Regions from separate parts of the Zea mays genome. Here regions 2 and 3 are each linked to region 1. A link is a contact called in public Hi-C data. All regions are on one chromosome and are shown on one strand. Each heading gives the region's core, a stretch centred on a gene start, on an enhancer-like site or on the middle of the called end of the contact. The rest is flanking DNA. Distances are from core to core; before and after follow the strand shown.

Region 1 (3,375 bases), core at 701-3,200:
CTATGGCTCATGCAAAGTGTTGCAGGCTGACAGAGACTCATTTGATTGGATCGAACCATGCATCGCAGCTCACAAGCACAACAGTACTCACACCTACTTTTTATTATATATGGGGAGTACAGTATACTACAGCTACAGGTATAAATACATCCAACCATCTCCACCTCAAGAACGGTACAGTACTATTTGAATGGAGAAATATGTATGTACCACGGTCCACGGGGGAAGAAGAAGAAGAAAAAAAAACTAAACATCAAGGAAACAACATACTCGAATTGAGCTACGTTGTAAATGTCAAAGGTCGCACGTGAAAGCATAATACTAGATATAAGAAAAATTCTGCACAGCTTTTAGCAATATTTATATGAGTGCTTCATAATTGTGCGTTCAAAAGTCAGTGGTAACTATAACTACACTTTGCCATGACAGAACACGAAAAAAACATGAGCGTAAGAGTTACCCTGAGGTTCACAAAGAAGCCTGGACAAGGAGATGCATACAGATGTGGATGCTGGGGCCGCATCGATCTGCTGTGAGGATGGACAGGCCACTGGGGGCCCATTGGCTACAACACCAAATAAATAAAAAAAAGATCCAGTGAGTTCAATACCACCTCGCCTAGCACAATTTGAACCAAATAAACTGAGCTTTCCAACTTGGAATTTTCTGGCTTAGGCGTGCATCACGTGATAAAGGTGCCAAATTGCTATCAGAACTCTTCAAGCTGTACACATAAAGTTGTATTATATTTACCTGAGAAACAATGGAGCTTGAAGCTTCAGGAGAATTACAACTTAATCCAAAACCAGTCAGGGTACCATCACTTCTGAGATCATGCACGTTAGGTTGTGAAATCCTCAAATTCAGATCAAGGATGTCTCCATCAACCACTGCTAAGAACAATTAATCCCAGTGAGATTGTAGAGGATCGTCTAATGGACGCCATGCAAAACTAAGTACAATAGTCCAATTGTACCATCTTTCTCAATTGCAGGTGGAAGTGGGACATCTCCATCATAGGAAACAGAATCAAAGTTCCTAACAGCATCCGGTCCATTGAAGCGAATGGCTGCCCTATCATACGCTCTACAGAATCAACAAAGAGATCAAAGTGCGTGAGAGTTTAAGTTGTTAGCATCCATGAATATACGAAAAATTTAAAAGAAGTGCACAATACTGCTAACTGAACCTTGCTGCTTCGATTTCACTGTCAAATAGACCAAGGTAGATGTACCTGCACATGAATACCATCTCTTAGTAAATTTACAGAGTGATACTTAGAGCTATACCAGTATACTGCACGTGGATTGCAGTTTTCAATCACTGTATTACCAGACTAATCAAGATCGGAGAATGCAGCCTTTAATTGATAACTTAAGAGTTAGTGTTCACACAAGGATGCAGGGCTAAACAAACCATTTCTTGGGAGTTAACGGTTAGGATGAAATGCTAAAGAAAGCATAACATGCTCCTTCCAATACATTACTGTACCACTCAGCTTTGCATTTTTTTTTGACCCCACAGAAGCTACAAGCATGGAGTACCTATGTTCCATCTCAATATTAACTGCCAATTTCTGTTCAAGCAGTTCATCCGAGCACAGTTTTTGTTCACCTCATTGAAAAATGCCTGAGCTACTCCATAACTAGACTAAAGCTAGGTGTCAAGATTACTTACTTCTTTCCGAGAAGCTGACCCATCCGAGCTTCCCACCGACCACACTTGTGTAGTGTCACACCGCGGTACTTTGAGCTCCCCCTGGCAAACCCAGTGCTTTGACGTCGGAGTATGTGAACAAACTCCTCCTTAGTCCAATTCCTCATCTAGGAGCACACAAGCTAACCAATCAGGGTCGATCAATCACACATGCGCCGCGTGAAGAACAGCTAAGCACAAAACACTGAAAAAAAAACAGCATCACACATCTTACACAGACAGATTACCTGCTTCAAAAAGGGAATGGACGCTCTCCCCGTCCTCGCGGCGGCTAGCACCGCACCTGCCGCCGCTGCCGCTCCCCCCGCCTGCTCGCCGGAAAACCAACCCCAACCCCTCCATCACCCCATTGATCAGGCCTCCATCCTCCAGAGCCACCCTGCCTCGGTGGAGATTCCAGCATTCGACGCGGACGCCCGCATTCCCAGATCTGACTCCGGGACTTCTTCTTCGACGCGGTCCTGCCTCAAGCCTGCCGCCGGTTCGTCGACAGCTAAGGCCGCCTGCACCAGGAGAGTTAGGTTCGCCGAATCAGCTCTGTCCGCCGACCAATCTCATCGTTCCTGCTTTGACGCGTCTGCTGCTCCAACGAAAATCACTCCGCACGGCCGGGATGGGACTGCTACCCACCGACTTCAATACCCAGGCCTGCGTCCCATCACTCCTCAACGCAGCAAATCCGCGGAATCCGGCGCTGAAGATTTGCCTGGCTGGACAACGGTCCATCGGCGACTCCGCAAGAGATTCAATTCGCCTGCGACTTCATTGAAGCCAACAACCGAGCATTCAAGGTTCCGCCATCTGGACAACAAAAATCTTAAGGTAAGCCTGAGAGGTAAATGCTTCCGATGTCTGGCCAGAGGGCACTACGCCATTGATTGCAGGGATCCGTTGAAATGCTTCAACTGCGGCGGCCCTGGACACAGAGCCTGGCAATGTCCCAAGAAGATTAGTGCTGCTGCTTCTACCCCCTCTGCCTTCCCACCACCTCCCTGCTTCGACAACGTCAACTTCCCTCCTCTGCGCCAAGTCAACATGGTGAAGCCTGGCAACCCCATGGAGCGCCCGCAGGAGACTTTCGCTGTTGCCGCGTCCTCTCGGGACATGGACAGCGAGCTGGCGCGGTTGAGCACCCACGCGGCATGGGCCTGGCTCGGCGGCGTTCGACCGGCGACAAGCACCAACACAGTAAGAAGGGCTTTCTGCTCTAGGTTCAGGATGCGCGAAGAAGACATCAAGGTGGTGAGACACTATCCAGAGGACTTCCTCGTCACCTTTGAACACCAGCATCACCGGGACACGGCTGTGGCGCAGCGCGACTTCACCTACAACAACATCGACATCCGCGTCAGGCCGTGGCAGCTCCCCGTCCACGGCGACCACAGCGTCTTCGGCTCCCACGTGCGCCTGTGCCTGGAAGGCATCCCTCTGCACGCATGGAACGATGGCATCGCCAAGCGTGCGGTGGCTAAGTCCTGTGTGCTGGACTACGTTGAAGCCCAGTCGCTGCGAATGGAGGATGCTACGACGCTCAATCTGTGGGCGTGGGCGCGAAACCCGTCTGACATACCTAAGGTAACGTGGCTGACCATTGTTGACAGGAGCAGCACTGCCCACGACGCGACACCGGCGGGGCGTAGCGGCTTAACCTTCAGGGTC
Region 2 (3,294 bases), core at 215-2,714, 260 kb before region 1:
GGCAGGCCGACCTAGACTCCTCTAATCGACGTAGAGTCGAGGAGAGGCGGAGAATTTGGGGATCGAGAGGCTAAACCTAAACTAGACTAGAACTACTCATAGGATAAAATGCGAAATAGAAGTTGTATTGATTCGATTGATGATTACAAATCGGCCGTAGACCTCTCTTTTTATAGAGGAGGGGGGCTGGACCCTTTACACGACTGGATTCCGAGCTAATTCCGCAAATCTAGCCAACAAACATAGCACAAAACTCGGAACCCTAAACTGCTCTGCGCATGCGCGGACCGTTCGGCCCATAGGCGCGGACTGTCCGGACCGCGGACCGTCCGGCCTCAGGGCCGGACCGTCCGCCCACTCAAAATGAAGCTCAACATATACTCAAGTATAATATAGAGATTTTTAATAGATAAATAGGGGGAAAATCGGGTTGGACCGTGCCGAGATTGAGCCGACTAAAATCGTGTCGAGCTAAGGGCGTCCAGCAGGCCTGATTCCTTTGGACCAATGATGCGCTCGTATAGGCAGACATCGGCGCAAGCAAGACGATGAGTTGTGTAGACATGACTACCAGATATCAACACCTCAGAGCTGTACACAAATTTTTAATTTGGTAAATTTGATATTAGTTAGGTACATGGAGAAGGACGTCGTGGTTGGGCACCTATTGTGGCACGGGCACCCGTCGTGTCGCCGCCACCCACCATGCCCGTGAGACCTAAATTCGCAAGAACACGAGATGAACCTTGCCGCCACCATCCTCACAAGCTGTTCGAGACTTTTAACTACTCATGGTAAAGATTTGGAACATGTTTGATCAACTATACCATTTAAACAATGTCTACTTTAGTGATGTATATATATCGTAGCAAAGCACAGACACCTAGCTAGTGTCTACTAGAAGCAAGACACCTCAAAAGACAAAGCTATGCCTCACACACCAGGGCAAAAAGAAAACTAGATGCAAGACATCCACTATTGTGTGTTTTGCTAAGTCTACACTTAGAGAAGCTGCATTTATGTGTGGTGTTATGATAACAGTTATGGATAATATGGTTTGTTTGTTATGTGTTATGTGAACTGCACGAGTTTGGTATGTAAATCTGAACCAGTTTATTATTTGAACCTATAAATATTGATATTCTAATGGATGAACCTATATGTTGTCCATATCCGTTTTTTAAATGTTGCTGTCCGTTTTTTAAATGTTGCTGTCCATATTTTCTCTCCATATGGAATGGCTGTAGATTTCAGTGGTTAGTAAGGAATTTTCTCTCCATATTTTCCGTATCAAGTAGTTGTATTTTCTTTTCTTTTTTGTATAGATAGCTTACTATTCTTTTGGCACCAAAACCCTATTTCATGTGACGTGAACCCCTTTCGCTCGCTCCGAGTGCGGAGGAAGGGGAGCTCGACGCACCCAAGTCGCCCGCCCACGGAACGCGCCGCCGCCGCCGCCGCCATCACATCACAGAGGCCTCGCCGTCGTCTCGGATATTCCCCGCCGTAGGACCAGTTTCCCTCCAGCTGCCGGAGACCATGTCGGGCGGCCTGGACATGTCCCTGGACGACCTCATCAAGCAGTCCAAGTCCCGACCCAAGGACAGCCCGGCGTCCTTGTCGGGGCCTGCCCGCCGCGCGCCACACCCCGCCCGCGCCGCGCCCTACCCACCGGCCGCTCCCAAGGTACACCGCGTGCGCCCTGCGTCCTCCTTGCCCCGGGTTCCCTCCACCAGAAAACCCTAACGCCGCCGCCGCCGGCCTGTGCCCGCTCGTCCCTCCCAGGCCCGTGCCGCCGCCGACTCGCCCTACGGGGTCTACTCCAAGCACATCGCCGCGATAGCGCCGCCCCCGCTGGCCAAAGCAAGGTCGCTTGAGACGGGAACGAAGCTGCACATCTCCAACCTTGACTCCGGCGTCACCATCGAGGATGTCCAGGTGCTGCCCATGCTTCTGTTGTTTGGCAATTCAATCAGCAATTTGGCAATAGGTTCAGTTCTACTGTGTTATTTGAATGAATCTAGCAGCCCTATGTTTGTCGATTTGTCTTAGCTGTTTGTTGTAAAGTTTTTTTTTTGAATGGAGGAATGACAGTTCTAAAGTTTTAACAAGAACCGTTTTGCGTCCAAAGCTTTCCCTTTTTCTTAGGCTTTCTTTGAAGTTTGAAGAACTGACTTGACAGTTATGGTCATATGGATCCATGGTTTTTAAAGCGGTAAGGCGGTCTAAGGCGTTGGACCACCGCCTGGATGCCTAGGCGAGGTAGGCGGACAATGCGCCTAGGCGTTAGACCACCGCCCGGACGCCTAGGCGACGCCTTAAGAACAGTGTATAGATATATGGCTGTCATACTTCCAACCTTCCACGCAAAAAGGGTCTTGCTATCCTGATTGCTGGCAATACATGAACTGTGTATATGATTTTAGAGTGTTAGCATTAGCTGCTTAATGAGCCCAAGTGTACGATGGAAGTTATATGATGGAATTGATCCATTAGCACTTAGCATGAGCATGACATGATTCCTTTGAAAAAAGTGGTATTCTATTTCTATGTAGTCTATAGTTGTGTGACCAAGTTGTAACATTCATTTTAGTGTTCACAGCATGGTTTTCAAATCGCCTGGTTGGCAGGTCGTGATCTGTGACCGATTAGGCGATTAATCGCGATTAGGACGTCGACCGGGACGATTAATCGGTGACTGGTCGGCCACCTGGTTGTCCTAGTCATCCTATATAGTTATATACAGTTATACACTATAGTGTATAGTTATATACTATATAATTAACTCCAAACAGCAGACATCAGTCCTACACCTACAACACAACAGCAGTAGGTAATCAAAGTATGATATCAAACAAAAACAAACAGTAAAGGTTATTTAGCAGTAGTGATCCAGGGAAAATGACTTCAACTTCAACATTGATATCTGCGCAGGATGAACAAGGAGAAAAGATGGTTTTTGAAACTGAACAAGGATGGACAAGGTACCAAACTGAAACTGAAAATGAACAAGTTAAGTCCAAACTGAAACTGAACTAAGATGAACAAGGAGAAAACTGAAAAGGATCTGCATCTGCGAGTTGTTGATCTAAAAAATTCTAAACTGAAACCAAAGTACCAAAGCCAAACTGAAACGGTACCTTTAGATGAGGTACTCATCTTCTTGAGTTTTTGACCGCCGGAGTTGGTCAGGCGTCAGAGATGATCACCGGAGTTGGTCAGTGACTGTTCTTGTTCAGCAGTTGGTCAGGGAAGAGTTGGAGCAGAGTAGCAGACAGAGATTTCCTCAGGATA
Region 3 (3,325 bases), core at 139-2,638, 370 kb after region 1:
GCTCCAGCTCCAGGTCGCGAGCTCCCAGCAGGGCGGGCACGAGGACCACCCCCGCCGCGAGGACGACCACGGCTGCACATGCAAAAGACACAACCACACTGCTTCTGCTGAACTGCTATGCCGATTCTATGCGTTTTTGACACCGCGGTCGTTTCCGGTGGTCACCGTGCCCGCGTACCAGGGGTGTAGTGCTTGGCGCACGAGTCGATGAGCCGCTGCGTCCGAGACCGGCTGTTCTGGGCCTCCTCCACCAGCCTCTCCATCTTCGCCACCGTCGAGTTCTCGGCGAGGGCCGTCGTCCTCACGGAGATGTAGCCTGCGACACCACCACATGGATGGATCGACATTGTTGCTGAATAAAGCTCGGAAATGAACAGATCCGAGGATTACCGTCTAAGTTGATGGTGCCGGCCCAGACCTCCGACTGCGGCTGCTTCGGCACGGGGAAGGACTCGCCGGTGAGGCTGCTCTCGTCGACCTCGCTGTGCCCGCCGACGACCACGCCGTCCACGGGGACCACGTCGCCGGCCCTGACCGCGACGACGGTGCCGACCGCGACGTCGCCCATGCCGACGACCTGCCCCGTCTCGGCCAGCACGACGGTCTTGGGCACCGTGGACATGAGGGACAGCATCCCGGCGCTGGCCTTGCTGCACGCCAGCGTCTCCAGCCACTCGGCGACGGTGAAGAGGAACACGATGGCGCCGGCCTCCGTGAAGCTCCCGAGCGCCACGGAGCCGGCGACCGCGATGAGCATCAGGATGTTGATGTCCAGCGTCAGCTTGCCCGCCGCGGCGAACGCCCGGAGCAGCATGGGCTGGGAGCCCACGCAGGCCGCCGCCACCGCCAGCCACCGCAGCGGGGGGAGCAGCGGCGCGAGCAGGGACAGGGCGAGCAGGGCGCCGCAGGCGACGGTGAACGGGCTGGGCCACCGCCCGCCGGCGCCGGCGCTGCTGCCATAGGCTCGGACGGAGGCCTCGAGGCCCGCCTTGTTCAGAACCTTCACTGGTCCGGAAATGTGCAACAGAGATTGATTCCGATTTCATCGTAATATATATGTAGGCCGGGGGGGTCGAAGGAGTTTTTTTTTTTCGTTACCAATGTGGAACTGGGAGACGGCGGCGGTGTCGTGGTCGACGATGACGGTCCGGGACGGGACGACGACGGTGACCGCCCTCACGCCTTGGATGGGCGTCAGGAGCCGCTCGACGAGCGCCACCTCGGCGGTGCAGCAGATGCCCAGGACATCCAGGTACGTCTTCTCCCACTTGCCGGCCGCCTTCCCGCAGCAGCCGCCGTGGTGGTCGCCGCCGCTCCTGGCCGCTGCCTCCACGGCCGGTCCCGGCATCGCAGGGGGGCGAGCGGAAACGACGTGCGCCCGCGGGGCCAACCAAAAATTTAGCCACCGGCTGCTCCTTTATCCATGGCGTGGCCCGGTCCCGAGTTTTCAGGTTTGCCTCTTGAATTCCTATTTTGGGAGGAGACCCTCGAATCATATCATGGAATGCCACTCCATAATAATCAGATGAACTATCAACGTATGAAGTGGCCCGTGTGATCGCGCGGCTAGCATGCTACGCACTCTCCGTCCATCTTATCATTTTGAACAAGGACACGCTTAATTTTGACTGATTTTTCTACCTCGATGTATAAAAACAATTGCTAGTATATAATTCATAAGTCTCTGCTCCTATAATGCACTCCCAGCGTTTCCACGGGCTCGATGTTAAATGGTAAAAATAAGCTTAAATTTCACACAAAGTGGGGGGTTTGAACAGGGGTTATTAGTTTCAAACAGACATTCACACCCAGTGGCGCATACAATCCCAGGCACCCAGGCCGTGGCTCGGAGCATGATCCATATGTTTTTACATGCCTTCGTTATTTTTATAGTAAAACTGGTTAGTTACTCGTGCATTGCTACGGTTTCTATATACTACATAGATAAATCTTATTTAAATGAGATAGTTATTCAAACACATTTCAAACCTTTGCAATGATTTGTGCTTCATTTAAATTAGTCGCTGTGTCCGATATCAACACACCTAACATATAATCTGTATAAATTCATTTTATAAGCCGAGTGAGAAACCACACTTTCAATGCTCGCTCTTGTGAGGTGGCTCGGTGGCAACAAACCTTACCGATGCCCCTTTCTCCTCCCCTCAGGCCTGGCCCTGAGGGTAGGCAGGGTATGCCGCCGCTCAGGGCCTCCAAAGTCAGTAGGGCCCCAGTCTGGCACAAATAGATATATATATATATATATTCTATTCCCAAAATCCCTAGCCGTTGCTCGCTGGTAACTATTGCTAAAGATATTGCAAATGATATTGGTGTAAATGCATCATTTCCAGTAAAGCGTAAAGCGGCGAGAAAGAAACAATTTGATGAAAGTAGTTGCCATGAAGAAATTCTAGAAAATAAGAGAGCTTTTGAAGTCAACTATTTTTTGTATTAGTTGATATGGCGAGCACTTCTTTGAGGACTAGATTTGAAGAACTCCCCATGTTTAAAGGTATATTCGGGTTTTTTATTGAGCTCAAGCAAACTAAGGTCACTAAATGATAGAGAACTTAAAGAGTGTTACACTAAATTTGCAAACACTTTCTCTCATGATGGTTCATGTGATGTTGAGTTAAATGATTTGATTTCTAAATTGAATATTCTAAAGTTTACTTTGCCTAACGGCACATTGTCTGCTATGGAGATTTTTGAGCATACCAGAGATGTGGATTGTTATCCTAATGCCTCTATTGCTTATATAATATTATTTATTCTGCTTGTTACTGTTGCATCTGCTGAAAGAAGCTTCTCAAAATTAAAGTTACTGAAGGATTATTTAAGATCAACAATGAGTCAAGAAAGGTTGAATGGTTTGGTGACTTTATGCATCGAGAAGAAGCTATTGGATGATATCAATATCAGTAGTATAATCGATGATTTTGAATAAAAAATGTTAGAAGAAATTTTATAAGATGAGGAGTGACAAGTAAGTTTTTATTATTTCAGCTAATGTTATTTTATAAATAATAATATATAATATTCTATATTACAGTAAGTTATATACAAATTTTTTTACTGATATATGTTTAATAGATGTGTAGATTATATATATATATATATAGTTATACGGGGCCTCTATATAATTTTTTGCTTAGGGCCCCCGAAATGTCAGGACCGGCCCTGCCTCCCCTCCGTCTTGCCGCCGCCAGAGTAAGCGTCTGAAAGTCTTGAACGGCTTGCGAGAATGAATGTGGCAGGATCCTCCTCATATTTTCACGACTAACATATCTCCTTGTTGAGCAGGTATGTTTCTTTCGGTTCC

Evidence for each region. A called contact is a pair of places that touch in the nucleus more often than the background predicts.
Region 2: a Hi-C map of ear shows a contact between it and region 1, with 2.3 times the contacts expected there. The contact joins the promoter of LOC103633771 here to the promoter of LOC103632144 in region 1. A contact is called at or near these places in 2 of 25 Hi-C or Micro-C datasets (ear and tassel).
Region 3: a Hi-C map of leaf mesophyll shows a contact between it and region 1, with 2.3 times the contacts expected there. The contact joins the promoter of LOC100191729 here to the promoter of LOC103632144 in region 1. A contact is called at or near these places in 2 of 25 Hi-C or Micro-C datasets (ear and leaf mesophyll).

The regions. Positions count from the first base shown.
Region 1 is chr7:22,879,026-22,882,400 of Zm-B73-REFERENCE-NAM-5.0, reverse strand. It overlaps LOC103632144, which reads left to right and starts at 1,950. Exons shown (of 2, transcript XM_008653978.3): 1 at 1,950-3,375. The coding sequence starts at 1,960. It overlaps LOC100271892 (sister of indeterminate spikelet 1), which reads right to left. Exons shown (of 10, transcript NM_001146067.1): 5 at 1,678-1,823; 6 at 1,190-1,234; 7 at 977-1,086; 8 at 754-893; 9 at 461-565.
Region 2 is chr7:23,143,407-23,146,700 of Zm-B73-REFERENCE-NAM-5.0, reverse strand. It overlaps LOC103633771 (pentatricopeptide repeat-containing protein At2g36240), which reads right to left and starts at 1,464. Exons shown (of 2, transcript XM_020541497.1): 1 at 1,421-1,464. The coding sequence starts at 1,464. LOC100193488 reads left to right here and starts at 1,347. Exons shown (of 6, transcript NM_001416209.1): 1 at 1,347-1,686; 2 at 1,786-1,938. The coding sequence starts at 1,540.
Region 3 is chr7:22,511,912-22,515,236 of Zm-B73-REFERENCE-NAM-5.0, reverse strand. It overlaps LOC100191729 (Cadmium/zinc-transporting ATPase HMA2), which reads right to left and starts at 1,388. Exons shown (of 6, transcript NM_001360049.1): 1 at 1,099-1,388; 2 at 391-1,005; 3 at 179-316; 4 at 1-72. The coding sequence starts at 1,348.